3 separate regions of the Sus scrofa genome follow, and regions 1 and 3 are each linked to region 2. The links are chromatin contacts, called in public HiChIP or PLAC-seq and promoter capture Hi-C maps. All regions are on one chromosome and are shown on one strand. The core of a region is the stretch at or near the end of the contact, and the rest is flanking DNA. Distances in the headings are between cores, read along the strand shown. Region 1 overlaps DGKH (diacylglycerol kinase eta). Region 2 holds the start of DGKH (diacylglycerol kinase eta). Region 3 holds the start of VWA8 (von Willebrand factor A domain-containing protein 8).

The links. Promoter capture Hi-C pulls out the DNA fragments that hold promoters and counts their contacts. HiChIP or PLAC-seq counts read pairs in DNA pulled down with a chosen protein or histone mark.
Region 1: a contact with region 2 is called in an H3K27ac HiChIP or PLAC-seq map of alveolar macrophages. The contact joins the enhancer-like site here to the promoter of DGKH in region 2. A contact is called at or near these places in 1 of 5 promoter capture datasets (liver), 4 of 47 Hi-C or Micro-C datasets (fetal heart ventricle, fibroblasts, heart right ventricle and 1 more) and 1 of 2 datasets of contacts at active chromatin or transcription factors (alveolar macrophages).
Region 3: a promoter capture Hi-C map of fetal liver shows a contact between it and region 2, with 2.8 times the contacts expected there. The contact joins the promoter of VWA8 here to the promoter of DGKH in region 2. A contact is called at or near these places in 2 of 5 promoter capture datasets (fetal liver and liver), 3 of 47 Hi-C or Micro-C datasets (epiblast stem cells, fetal heart ventricle and liver) and 1 of 2 datasets of contacts at active chromatin or transcription factors (alveolar macrophages).

The regions. Positions count from the first base shown.
Region 1 is chr11:24,902,603-24,905,420 of Sscrofa11.1, forward strand. The region is part of intron 2 of DGKH (diacylglycerol kinase eta); the gene reads right to left. Among named protein-coding and RNA genes, the nearest start is that of DGKH, 67 kb to the right of the region's middle. Within about 2 kb of position 1,394, at least 1 of the 83 cell types and tissues checked has an H3K27ac peak or open chromatin away from gene starts, as enhancers often do. A contact at or near this core is called in alveolar macrophages, where this site is marked.
Region 2 is chr11:24,969,509-24,972,223 of Sscrofa11.1, forward strand. It overlaps DGKH (diacylglycerol kinase eta), which reads right to left and starts at 1,420. Exons shown (of 32, transcript XM_021065624.1): 1 at 1,145-1,420. The coding sequence starts at 1,204. It overlaps LOC106505301 (a long non-coding RNA gene), which reads right to left. Exons shown (of 3, transcript XR_002336682.1): 3 at 1,630-2,414.
Region 3 is chr11:25,063,503-25,066,233 of Sscrofa11.1, forward strand. VWA8 (von Willebrand factor A domain-containing protein 8) reads left to right here and starts at 1,278. Exons shown (of 48, transcript XM_021065625.1): 1 at 1,278-1,538. The coding sequence starts at 1,376. It overlaps LOC106505301 (a long non-coding RNA gene), which reads right to left and starts at 1,048. Exons shown (of 3, transcript XR_002336682.1): 1 at 307-1,048.

The DNA.
Region 1 (2,818 bases), core at 144-2,643, 67 kb before region 2:
GCTATTAGTCGGATTCATTTTCACTGTGCCACAGTAGGAACTCTTACTTATTTATTTTTAACTAGTAAGTAATGTGCATAGCAAACTACCTCAGGGCATGCCTAAGTCTCACCAAACTGCTCCCCCTGGTTCCCAGTCCAGACAGCAGTGGGGCCAAGGGGTCACTGGTCATAGGGTCCAGCTGGTCACGGATAGGACAGGAAATGAAGTGATGCTCAGAATCTGGCCGCATCTAACCAGGAGTCCTATCTTGACCCACATGCTTATCTCAGAAAGGGCTATTAACCATGCTGGGCAAAATAGCAGCTTATTTTCTGGAATTTCTATTGTGTCTTCAATAATCTGCTCTTCAAATTCACTAGTTCTTCGCCAGTAATTATCTGGGCTCCCACTACATAGGAAACTCACTCTTAGATTTCTGCCAGTACTGTGTGAGAGGTGGGTAGGTAAGCAGATGGGTAGGTGGGCAGACAGGTATGAAGACAGGAAGGAAGAGAGGGAGGGAGGGAGGGAGGGAGGAAGGAAGGAAGAAAGTTATTTTTTTAAATCATAAACCCGGAGTTCCCGTTGTGGCTCAGTGGTTAATGAATCCAACTAGGAACCATGAGGTTGCGGGTTCGATCCCTGGCCTTGCTCAGTGGGTTAAGGATCTGGCGTTGCTGTGAGCTGTGGTGTAGGTGGCAGACGTGGCTCAGATCCTGAGTTGCTGTGTGTGGTGTAGGCCGGTGGCTACAGCTCGGATTAGACCCCTAGCCTGGGAACCTCCATATGCCACGGGAGCAGCCCTAGAAAAAGGCAAAAAGACAAAAAAATAAATAAAATAAAATCATAAACTCCACTCTAATGATGGTCTCAACTGGGCAGGGCTGATACCCCTAAAAGGATAATGCGCTTCTTGTAGATTTTTTTTAAAAGAACATCTTAATTGTTTACAAAAATGAATACAATCAAATGTCGAGTCCTTTGTGATCAGAACGGGGCAGAGTAAAAGTCAGAGATGAAGGCTGTGCACATGTCGAGGTAAAACAGTAACACACACACACACACACACACACACACGGGTTCCAAGCTTTGGTCACGACCATATGTTCCTTTATCTGGCTCCATCCCCTGTCCTCCTTGTCCTCCTCATACAGGAGCTTCCCTGCCCCACTCTATCCCTGGCCAGAAAACTTGCCTCCTCCCTCCTTGTGCTTTGCTCTTCTCTCTTTGCCTAGTAGGATACTCATTTGTTTAGATGGTCGGCACAGGGTGCAAAGCCACAGCCTGGGCGCAAATCGTGGCTCCCAGCTGACCAGTAATTTGACCTCGGGCAAATTACTTAACCTTTCGGTGCCTGAGGTCCCCAGGGCCCCACCCATGGCATATGGAAGTTCCCAGGCTAGAGGTCACATTGGAGCTCTAGCCACAGCCCACACCACAGCCACACAGTGTTGACAACAGTTCCCGGCACAGGGGGATCAGTGGATTATCAGTTGTTCTTATGATACTCTTGCTCCTGCTCTTTATGGGGCAGTAACGTCCCCAAAGGCAGGACCACATTGACTCCATCTCTGTATCCCCAATACCCAGCACCACGCTGTCACCTCAGTGGTACTTATCATTTGTTTGTTAAACTGATTTGACTGCCTTCCATCTCTGACTGTTCCCCCTCCGCCCCCCCGCCCCGCATGTCTGCTCTCAAAAGGTTAAAAACTTGTTTCACCTCGTGATGATCTCCTGGGTTACAATCTGTGCCTCCCTCTCCTTTAAACATCTTTTTTTTTTTTTTTTTTTAAAGTGATGTATAGTTGATTTACCGCATTGTGTTAGTTTCTGGTATATAGCAACGTGATTCAGTTATAGACATATAAAACTGCATCCCTGAGGATGCAGGTTCGCTCCCTGGCCTCGCTCAGGGGGCGAAGGGTCTGGTGTGGCTGCAAGCTGCAGCACAGGTTGCAGATGCAGCGTGGATCTAGGTGGCTGTGGCTGTGGTGGAGGAAGGCACCCTAGCCTGGGAACTTCTATATGCCGAAGGTATGGTCCTAAAGAGAGAAAAAAAAAAAAAAAAAAGAAAAAAGGAAGGAAGGAAGGATACTATATTCTTTTCAGATTCTCTTCCCTTATAGGTTATTACAAAATACTGAGTGTAGTTCCCTGTGCTATGCAGTAGGCCGTTGTTAGTTATCTACTTTATATAGAGCAGTGTATATACGTTAATCCCAAACTCCTAATGTATCCCTTCCTTCCTTCTTTTTTTAAAAATGTAGAACAATCTTGTTGCCTCTTCCCTTTTCTTTAGTCTCATTGGACAGCTTTCGCTCCTTCTTTATGAAAACTGCCCCTTGGCTATTTCCAAATATATCCTCGTGGCTAAATGTCTTGCGTGAACTTTTTCTCCAATTATGTCCTAAAACAAATCTCTACGTTAATTCTCAATCTTCCACGCCAGCTCCACGTACAACTGCTTACTCGACGAGATGCTATCCCCACCTGAAACTCAACGTGTACATTTTATTTCATGTCCTGTATGTCTCTGTACACTAATTTGGAAAAAACCATCAGTCTGGTCTAGGAGACCTAGATTCTAATTCTGAAAACTTCCGGGAAATAACACCCCTCCGGGTAATCTGGAATTCAATCTGGAATTCAAAATGAACTCGGCACCTTCCCTCAGCAGCTCTGCTCCTCTTCCTGGGACCCCATCTGTTAGAAGCAGCAACATTTTCCTAAGCTCACAATCCCCAAACTTCTGAACCATCTTTTATTCTCTCTTGCCTCTCAATTCCTTCGTTTGCCTTCCAAACACTCTTGACATGGGGTCTTCCTTTCTGTT
Region 2 (2,715 bases), core at 170-2,669:
CAGATGGATCCGAGTTTAAGGACACTCCTGAAAGGTCGGGAAACAGAAGGCAGAGAAATGTACTTTGGCAAAGGAGCTGGGAGGGTACATACTAGAAAAGAAAAGGGGGAACCAAGCTTGGCACCTGACCTAGAAGCTCTCAACAGGCAGGGGGCCAGCCTGAGCAGATCCTCGGAGTTCCTGGGAAAAGAGCATCCGAACGTGTTGAACAGAACACTGGTGAGGCCAGAAATTTCGGACGAGGTTTTCCAAATAGGTTCAAGAATGTCAACCAAGACGGAACAGCAAACATCGAGGCAGGGCGGAGAGAGCCAAAATTCGATGCCAGGGAAAAGGCAGCCCACACAGGATTACAGAGCTCTGAGTGAGACGGGGATTTCGGGCTAGAATCACCGGAGGGATGTGAGATGGTTCTGACTCTCTGAGTTGGAAGAGAGGAAGTTGAAGGAGTTTGAGGGAACAAATCCCAAGCCCCCAATTCCCCCGTCCTCCTGCTCCTTACCCGCGCACACACAATGCACATGCCCACGTTACTTTCGGTCCCCCAAACTGCCCAACCTCCGCGTTTCACGGGCAGCGAAATCCTAAGCGAAATCGAGGTCAGCTTCCCGCTTCATCCCTGGCAACCCCCTCGAACCCTAGAAAAGCCCGGGGCTTTAGCGGCGAGCAGGAGGCGGAGGCGTGGTTCCCGGCTTCTAGCTGCGATCCGCCTCGCCAAGCGCGGCTCCTTAGGAACCTGCAGCGCCCAGGTGACCGCCCAGGGCGCGGTCTCAAGAGGCAAGACCTGTCTCCTCCGAGCCCTGCACGCTGACCCCCAGTCTGGGCTTCTTTTTGCCCCCTCCCTACCCACCCTCCACGCTCCGAAATCAAGGAAAAAGTTGCGAAGTCGATGAAGCACGGAAAACGGTCCTTGGAGGGCCGTGGTCAGTGGCTCGTCCGCGGCCCCTGGGGGAGAGCCTCGGCCGGCCCGGACAAAGGCGCTCCGGGCGGCGCGCGAGGAGGAGCCCGGGCGGCGGAGGAAGCGCTGTCCCGGGTGGGAAGCAGCTGGGGACCTCATCCCGGGCCATTTCCTGAACGGAACCCGGCCCGGGCGGGGGGGAGCAGAGGAGAAGTGGGAGGGGGCGGGCGCGGGCGCTGTACCCACCGGTTCCTCCCAGGCCGGGCTGCGGGCGCCGGACGCGGGGCGCACGTGCTGCGGCTCCATCGCGCCAGCCCGTGCCCGCCGGCCGCCCGGGCGCGCGGACCCGGGCCCCCGCCGCCGCCGCCGCCGCCGCCGGGGCCGCTGGATGCGCTTTCCTCGCCGCGGTCCTCTCGGCCGCTGCTGCCGCCGCCGCCCCGGCTCCCGCCCGGGGCCGGCCACCGGCCCTCCCGCGGTCTCCGGCTTCCGCCGCGCTGCGCTCTCCCGCCCCCGCGCCGGTCCCTTCCTCCACCTCCACCTCCTTCTCCTCCTCGGTCCAGCTCCGAGCGGTCCGCTCCCCGCCGCTGCCGCGCCGCCGCCGCCGCCACCGCCTCCCACCGCCGCAGAATCCGCCCCTAGCTCCTTCCTCCGCCCCCGACTCCCTCCCCTTTTCCTCCCCGCTTCCCGCCCCTCCCCCCGCCGCCCCCTCCTCCCGGCGGGCGGCCCGGGACGCACGTGACCCTCCTGTCAGGCCTTATAAGGCGCGGAACCGAAAGCGGCTGCAGGGTGGTCAGGGGCACCGGGTGGCAGTGGGGACCGGAGCGGCCTCCCCCGGGGGCCGGACGCCTAGCCGCTGTCGGGAGGACCGGGAGCGACGGGGAAAGCCCGGGCTGGGCCGGCCGACGCGCTGGCGATGGGAGCGACGGTGGCCGCGAGTCCCGGGAGAGCCTCCAGCGCCCCTCTCCGCGTCTCCCTCTCCTGCAACCCGCGCCCGCCTCCCGCCGAACGCCGGCCGCCCGCGCTGCAGGCACCTCCCCTCCTCTGGGCGCTGAGGCTTGAACAAAATCGCGCTGGACAGTAACCGACTTCGACAGAACAAGGGAGATAACTGCAGCCCAGAGCCGCTCCTGAACCAGCTGCTCCAGGGGTGGTTTATTCTTTGTGACGTTGAAAACACTGCAGCTGGCTTAGCATCTGCAAGAGGAGTTAAGATTGAGGGAATACTTCTTTTATTCGTTTTTAATGATGAACGGATTCGTGGAAAGAAACCCGGCTAGTGTGTCTTCCAATTAGACCACTACATTTAAATTAGGGGAAGGGACTGGCTCGCAGGGAGGGCTCCATAATGGCAAGTCACCTCCTTTCGCCCTTTGAAAACACGTTTCCAGTAGAGATTTCGATTATCTTTTTGGCCTCAAGGACGGTTTCCCTCTATGTCCAATCCAAGAGTGGCTTTTCCCAGGTTCTTCCCTCTCCTGGACATTCAGGCTCCTTCTAGCAGCATCTTCCCACGGCCCTTAATCATGGCAAACAAATTTATACATTTTTAAAAACACGGAAAATTTCAAAACACTTGATCCAGTCTGCCTCCAGTCCCCACCGCCTCACAGCCCAGCTCTTGGGGAGGTAAAGCCCCGTTCTCATTATTATCACATCCGTGTCTTAATCTGCCACTCATTTTCTTCTGCAAACCAACTTTGGTGCCCACTTTAAGAGGTGAGCCTGACAAAGGTCACCTGTGGCTTTCAAAATTCCCTAAATCATTTGGTTGTGTCCCCCCCCCAACTTCCTTTTTATTGAACCTGTGCACAACATTT
Region 3 (2,731 bases), core at 28-2,527, 94 kb after region 2:
TACCTCCATCAAAGCATCGCTCTGCGAAATGAGATCAAGAATTTAGCACAATGCCTGACAGGGAGCCCGGACTCAAAGTGGGAGAAGTATATTACCACCGGTGACATTCTATATTTGTCATTTCCCCCAGCAGCCTCTGAGGGGTGTGGTGAAGATTGAAATATGTGAACCCACGTTGACCTGCACTATACAAACTGTAGTTACCTTGACTTTCACTATCTCAACTAGGTTAGAAGCCTGTTTCAGCCTTAGGACAGGTTAACCGAGCTCTTAGTCCAAACTCCCCCCAGATGCACAAAGCCTTACCCAGTTGTGGTGTTGTTTTCAAGTCTCCTCCCACTTTCTTCTCAGCCTCCATGACAGGGTTATGCACATGGTAGGCGCTCCATATAGATTTAAAGATAGGAACAGCTCTGGAATTAGCAAGACCTCGACCTGAACGTGAAGCCTTCTGCATTCTTTTTGCTTGAGGTTTGTTTTGTAGTTCACTTGATTTAAACATTCTGCCTTGGTCAATTCACTCCTGATATTTTGGCGATGCAGTAGAATCAAATTTAGGCTTCGTTTGCTTTGTGATAGGACCATTTCCGCTTTGGGTAAGGATGGCAGGGACGCAGCCTTAGCCGGTAACCTACTTTTTTCTCTTCCTAAAGACATAAATTATGTTTATATAAGTCTTGCACCGCAGAAGGACTGACCACGTGGTTGATGTAGGTCCTTTTTGACATTTTGGCAGTTTCTCTATATCACTGAGATGTGGGCTGTCCATCTAGAACTTAAGGGGTGGTAATAAAACACGTAGAAAAAAATAAACAAATAAAGGTCAAGTTTTCAGGTACTGAGTGGAAACACCGGTACGGCCAAGGTCAAGTTTCCATAACCTCCAGAATACGTACTCAAGTTCTGAAAAGGGTTGAAGCAGCGTATGGGGAAAGAGCAGTGTACTAAGACAGGGCTGTTAGCCAACAATCACACCATCAAATGACAGGACTGCAAAGGAAGGGCTAGAGGCCGCCCGGGGAATTCAGGTGACAGGTCACAGGTGAGGGCGAGGCGCGCTCCGGAGCCAAGCGCCCGCCAATGGGTTGCAGGAACGACCGGAGGGGCCGGCCCGACCCGGTGCTAAACTCATTGCTCCGCCCGGCCGGCTCCCAGCCCGGCCCCGAGCACGGCTGCCGACTCCGTTCGCCCTTGTGGGCCCGGGGAGGGCCCGAGACGGCGGAGCCGGTCGCGCCGGGGGAAGGAGTTTCCGGCGGACGCGGCGCCGTACCGCTTCCTGTCCCCCTGTCCGCGCCGCCTCACGCCGCCTGTCCCGGACGCCGCTCTCCCCGGACCCCACCCCCGCCTCGCAGTGCTCAGCGACGTCCCAGGCCCCATGCAATCCCGGCTTCTGCTCCTTGGGGCGCCCGGCGGCCGCGGCAGCCCGGCCGCGCGGCGCGTGCGGCTGCTCCTGCGGCAGGTGTTCTGGGGCGGACCCGGCAGCGACGCGCGGCGCTTGGACGTCAGGCTGCTGCACGCAGGGGCGGGGGCCGACAAAGGTAACCCCGGACGCCTTGCCGCCTTGCAGTCCCCGCGGGGCCCCCGCTCCCCCCTCCTTGCGGCTTCACTGGCTCCAGGCGCCGGGAGCCTGGAGGTTAAGAGTCTAGTCTCCACCTCGTCGCTAACTGCTGTGTAACGTGGGGCCGGGCGCTTGCACTCTCTGAGCCTCTTTCTGTAACCCGAGGGAACTGGATTTAGGGTTCTGATGCCTTGGAATAGTGCTTTCTCTTTCCCCCACTGCTGCTTTCACCCTCGGAGTTCTCACTGAGATTGTAGTACACGCAGAGGTTAATCCAGCAGTCCTTAGAAGATGTTGAAAGCTGGACTTGACCTTGCCCTCTGAGTCCGAAGGGCCTGAAAGTCGCTCTGTGCCTTGTTCCAGCCAGCACTTGTGGTGGCTTAGAAGTGTCCATTCTCGAGGAAGAACCTCTCATTATGTTTTAAATGTATTCATGAGCCTTTCCAAGTTTTACTTGGAGTTTTCTTTTCTCATTGGTTCGCATCTTAGAGCTGAAAACCACAACTTTAGTTAAAACCCCTCACTCTACATTTGAGGTATTTGAAACCCAGAATGGAAAAGTGACTTGCTGAACACAGCGAATAGTGACTGCACTAGAGTCGTATGCTCTCATTTCAAAGCTCAGTATTTCTTGGCTCTGCCTGAGCTGGTGTGTGTGCGTGCGCGCGCGCTGGAATTGGAACGCTTGTGCCGGTTAAGGGAAAGGGTTATGTTGTTGGTGCCGCTTGAAGGGCAAGATGAGTCTAGGCAAGATTTTGTCAATGTCATTATCGCTTAGAATAACGGAGGTTTTCACCGTGAAATTGCTAGGTTCATTCTTCCACTTGGTCCCTCACACTCCAATAATTTTTCTTGTCAGGAAATGAGAGAGTTTAAGTCCCATTCATTTCATTTCATTCATTCATTGAACAAATATCTATTGTTTTTTTCTCTTTCCTGTATAGAGTTCTGACTTCAGATTTTGCCCCTTTATTTTATCAATTATTATGCTTCTAAGGTGTTTGTTTATTCTTTTTTTTTTTTTTTTTTATCTTTGAGTTTTTGTTTGTTTTTGCCCCTTTGTTCTAAAAGGCACAGGTCAAGGGTGGAAGTGTAGCGTAATCCAAACCTTGGGCTTGGAGTTAAACAGTCTGGGTTGGAGCCCATTTCTGTACTGTCTGGATAAGGGAACTT